2 separate regions of the Mustela erminea genome follow, and region 2 is linked to region 1. A link is a contact called in public Hi-C data. All regions are on one chromosome and are shown on one strand. The core of a region is the stretch at or near the end of the contact, and the rest is flanking DNA. Distances in the headings are between cores, read along the strand shown.

Evidence for each region. Hi-C and Micro-C count contacts between places; a contact is called where the count stands out from the background.
Region 2: a Hi-C map of spleen shows a contact between it and region 1, with 4 times the contacts expected there. The contact joins the promoter of CCDC83 here to the enhancer-like site in region 1. A contact is called at or near these places in 2 of 3 Hi-C or Micro-C datasets (skeletal muscle and spleen).

The regions. Positions count from the first base shown.
Region 1 is chr9:44,462,008-44,464,707 of mMusErm1.Pri, forward strand. No RefSeq gene overlaps it. Among named protein-coding and RNA genes, the nearest start is that of EED, 30 kb to the left of the region's middle. Within about 2 kb of position 1,309, the one cell type or tissue checked has open chromatin away from gene starts, as enhancers often do.
Region 2 is chr9:44,760,834-44,763,533 of mMusErm1.Pri, forward strand. It overlaps CCDC83 (coiled-coil domain-containing protein 83), which reads right to left and starts at 1,336. Exons shown (of 11, transcript XM_032357476.1): 1 at 1,200-1,336.

The DNA of each region.
Region 1 (2,700 bases), core at 59-2,558:
AGCACACATCTGATGCTAGGGCTCTGCATGCAGTCTCAACGCTATCTTGTTTGGTCAGCTATCAGGAGCCTAGATGGGGAGATGCTCATACAGTTTCATCGTGGTGACAAACTTGAGATGGAACCCACTCCCTTGATTCTCTGGAGAGTAGTTTCGTGCTCATTTAGGTCATTAACAGCCACGTGAGGCCTGAGCCCAGGCTGCTGATCCTTCATCAGTGTTCTTTCCACAGCAGGCTGAGATTCTCGTGACCTTTCTCTTCCAGTCCTGTTTCTCTTCTTTCTGTCTTCTTTCCTTTTCAACAGTGTGGTTATCTCTGTTCTTTGAAAATGGGTTGTTTGAAATCATACTTCAACAATATAATTCAACATTTAGCAACGGATCATCTACCGCACACTAGACCTTGACACTGTAGTAGGCATTTGGTTGAATAGAATAAGATAAGCAATGTAGAGATAACTAAAATACAAAGGAGAATATAGGAAGGCTTTGTAAACAAGTTCTACAGGATTTCAGAGCTGGGTGTGGGGAAGCTGGCCTGGGACTTGGGCTTTTAATGAATGGAAACGATTTTCACGAGGCGATGAGGGCCCAGGGAAGGAAAAGAATTCTAGGTAAAATGAAGAGCAATAATAAGGATAAAGAGGAAGGAAACTTGGGGGAGAGATGTCAAGTAGAATATGACTAACAAAGTACTTATATTAAAAGAGACAATGTGAGACAAGATGGAAACATAAACTGTACTGTTTAAGCAGCTAGCAAGGAGAACTTCCTATTATAGAGATTAGAGTCGCTGAAATACGACAGGATAGAAGCTGCAGTCAGATGTCCCCTGATCAGGCTAAAGACAGGTCACCTAGAAGCAGGCTGGAAGTGGGTGGAAGACGGCAAGCAATTAACTAAGGTTGCTGTTAAGATGGACTGTGTGGACTGAAGTCAAGAGCGAGGCTGAGGAGACTCTTACTAGCACACTCCTACCTCTAGGGGGTGCTCAAGACTTCTGTCCTTCATTCCCAAGAAAAAGGAACTCAAGTGAATCTAGAACAAAATGGAGATTTTATAGAAACTTCTGCGGGAGATTGTGTTGGAGGAAGAAAGTCATAAGTGGAAGTGGGCTGAGAAAATATTTTCCCTATCAATCATCTCCGGGGATCCTTAGCTTTGTTTAGATCTAGTAATGTACTTATCTTTTCATCTCTTCTCTGCCTTGCGTTTGGCGTCTGCTGGGACATTCTGAGTCAGAAGGGCAAAAATATCACTGGGGAGTCCACATTGTCCAGCTCGATAGGATCTGGAGCCAGCGTGAGCTGGCAATAAAGATAACGGGCAGAAAGCCCCAGTGTCCTTTGTGCATATGTCTGGTGAAAAGCCTGTAACAGCTCCATGCATGATTCAGGATCTGGTCAGATTGTTCCCACGTAACTGTAATAAGATGTGCATCTGGTGTGGTCACATAAGTCACACTGGTCACTGGGACTTCGGAGGCAGGATCTCAATGGGCAGAATTCTTGCTGAGAGAGTTCTTGCTCAATGCTTCAGCTACTGATTACCAATAGGCAGAGACAGAGGGCTATTTCTGACACCAGAAAAGGTATCCTTGAGAGGCTGAGAATGCAAAGGCACCTACCTGCACCGTGGTGCAGCTCTGTCCTTCATGGTGAGGGAGAACCTGCTTTTGGCCAGGATTCACTTCTGGGACCAAAACAGTCTCATCAGCAGAAGCCTGGAATTGGAAGAAATGCAAAGCCAACTGTGAGGCACACACCTTCTCTAAAATGAAGGCTATCTTCGTGGACAGACTCGGTCCCACTTAATTTAGGAGTGAGAAGCTGGAAACGCCAAGAGCGATGATGGCACGAATCTAGGACCCTGGAGAGATGTTTAACCTACAGGAGTAAAGGAGGCCTGTGAATGACTTACAGGAGAGAGATGACAATACTGTAAATTCTTAGTTTCACCAGTTCACAGTAGTGTTTAGGTGCAAATCTATGGGAAAGCAGGCAGCCTACACAGGTGTAGGACTTACCCTAGCTTGTGGGTGTGTCAGAGAGGTATAATTTTAACACTAGTTTTTATTCATATATTCAGAAAGCATTTTTAAAACCATCTTCCATGGTCCAGTTATAGGAGTTACATTATTATTCTAGCATGCCATCTGATATTTTTTTTTTAAAAGATTTTATTTATTTATTTGACAGAGAAATCACAAGTAGGCAGAGAGGCAGGCAGAGAGAGAGAGAGGAGGAAGCAGGCTCCCTGCTGAGCAGAGAGCCCGATGCGGGACTCGATCCCAGGACCCCGAGATCATGACCTGAGCCGAAGGCAGCGGCTTAACCACTGAGCCACCCAGGCGCCCGCCATCTGATATTCTTATATGAAGGTCCATGTGTTCCAGCCCAACAAATCTTTTATTCTATCATTTAACGTACTCCTAACTTTCTAATTTAATAACAATTTATTTCATTATAAAATCCATAACTAATGCAGAATATTTGAAGACACAAAAAACACAGTGTAAAACAAAAATTAGCCATAATTGTATCAAAGATAATTTTGATGTATGCACTTTTACTGTTTCTGACTATATATGTGCATGTTTTAAAATAAAAATCACCATGATATTTACACTGATTGTAGCTTTTTCTTTCTACTGACTAATGAGTATTTGTGAACTTTTTCAATGTCAGCAAATGATTTACA
Region 2 (2,700 bases), core at 86-2,585, 300 kb after region 1:
AATCATGAAAAAAATATTGTAAGGATAAGGGAAATACATGTAGTATTTTCATCCTCGGGTGGTGGAAGAGAACAAAAAGGCTTCTAGCTTCAAAGAACAGTGGTGAATATGAATCTACTGGAACCAGGTCTTGGGGTGGGGAGCGGGATTCAAGGAAATCCATGAACTGTTATCAGACACACAATGATAAATGCCCAATCTTATCACTTTCCTTCTCTGCCTTCACAGAAATATATATGTGTGTATATTTCTTTCTTCAGTGGGACATCTTTCCTCTCCCAGCCACTCCTCAACTCTCTCTTGCCAGCACAGAATTAATCATGGAGTCAGAAGGGGAGTGAAGAAGCAAGGTACTATACAAATCTAACAAATTAATCAAAGAAAGAAACTAAGTGTCCTCTTCAGAAGGATGTTTGCAGCCTCCAGCGCCAGGAGCGGAAGCCAGTCTGCGGACCGGGAGGGTGAGGAAGAGACCAGAAACGACACTCAGGGCACTCAGGGAGCACCCCGGCAGGAGGGCTCTGCGCGGGGCCCGAGAAGGATGCAGGCTGTGGGAGCCCTCACTCAAAGGACATTCACAGAACTGGGAGTGCGGTGAGAAGAGCACTAAGCAGATGGAGACTTGAGTCCCAGCTCCTCCACTAGTGAGTTTTATAACCTCGAACAAGCCGCTGAACCCCCTCTGACCCTGGGTTCTCTCCCATCTTTCCTGCCTCCCGTCAGGGTTACAAAGGAAGCTCAAACGCTTTGGGAATACTGTTGAGCCTCAAACTCCATACGAATGGAAGGATTCGTTTCCTGAGCATGTACGGTGTGCTAGAGGCTGTGAACGCACCGCGAGAGTTACAAACCTGAATTATATTTAGATCCTGCCCTCCAGGAACAGAAGATCTAGAAGAGAAATAAGCAACGCATCCGGGGGTGCTACTGCAAGGAGGAAAGAGAGAGCAGTATTTTGATCAGATCAAAAGATCTCCTTCCCTTTCGATCTCCTGCGCAGGGGCGGGCCCATGAGGACCCCTCCTGGCGGTTTCCAACGGTCCAGGAGCAAGGAGATCGCCAGGAGGACGCGACCCCGGGCCCCTGTGGGCTCGGAGCCAGCTCCGAGGGCTGGTGGGGGTGGGGCGGAGATGTCACGTCTTAAGTGTCAGACTGGAAGGAGTCAGGGGCCGAGCGAGGAGCCCTGCCAGTCTCCCTACCTCCCCTTGACGGCTTCCAGGTGCGGATGCACTGCAGTGGATTCCTAGTAGCGCGAGCAACCCGCCCGCGGACCAGGCCCACCCACACCGCGGCTGCACCAGCGCCTTCCGTTTCCAAGGCGATGCGCGCGCGAGGGCGTCCCCCTCCCGCCCCGCTGCGCAGACGCTACCCGCGGGCCAGGCGCGCCACCTGGTGGCCGCAAGGGGGAAGAGTCTGGGCGAAGGGCCCGCACCGCCCCTGGCGCCGCGGAGATGCAGCCCTCCCGCCTTCTTCCTGAGCGATTCTCACCGCCACGGCTCACCCTGCTGATTGCACAAAACGCCAGCCACCTCCCTGCCTCCCCCCAGTGGCAAACCCATAAGTAGTGAGTTGTGTGGAGACGTGACATCCGGCTCTGCGCTGTGACCGTGAGACACACTTGGATCTGCGCGTCTGTTTCTTCAGTTTAAAGTGAGACACAGAGGCTGCTCCGTCGGTTTCCAGAGGCTCGCAGCGGTGGGTGGGGAGGGGGAAGGGGTGTGTGCGCACGCGCGGGTCCTGCCCCACTCACCCTTCGGCCACCCAGGCTTCGCTTCTCTCTTCTCTGTTTTAAGAGTTCCTTTGGGTTTGACTCTAAACAGAACTGCAACCCCCTGGACTAAGTGTTTATATGATAACGTCCAGCTCTGAAAGACCCTTGATCCTAGTTTGCTTCTCGCTTTATTTTTTGCTCCTAAACCTCAAGAAAACCAACACAGATTTTGATTCCATCTTTCCCCTTCTTTCTACTTTTTGCAGCTCCGTCCTAATTCGAGGGGAAAATATATCACAAGCCTACGACCTTGGAAGTTTCCCTTTTTTCTCCTGCATCTCCCCCTCATTCTCTGCCTCAAGATAGTTTCTTGCATCCTGGCAGCACCTACTTAGGCTAGTAACCCCCGAGTCAAATCGTTCTCTCTCTGTCGGGGAACGGAAGTGAGGCCCTCGCGTGAACAGCCACTCTTCGTAAGTCGCCTGTTTGGCATTCTTGAGTTTGATTAACAAAGAATAGATTATCAGGTCGCCTGGGTGGCTCAGTGGGTTAAGCACCTGCCTTTGGCTCAGGTCATGATCCCAGGGTTCTGGGATGGAGCCCCATGCTGGGCTCCTCCTCTGGGAGTCTTCTCCTTCTCCCTCTGTCGCTCCACTGCTTGTGCTCTGTGTGTGTGTGTGTGTGTCTTGCAAATAAATAAATAAAATATTCTTAAAATTTAAAACATTAAATATTAAAAATACATTATCATGTTTTCTAATTAGATCTGTGTTATATTAATAAACAAATTGAGAACTTTTAAAAATATATGTATTTTTTAATTTTTAATTTTTTATAAACATATATTTTTATCCCCAGGGGTACAGGTCTGTGAATCGCCAGGTTTACACACTTCACAGCACTCACCAAAGCACATACCCTCCCCAATGTCCATAACCCCACCCCCCTTTCTCCCAACCCCCCTCCCCCAGCAACCCTCAGTTTGTTTT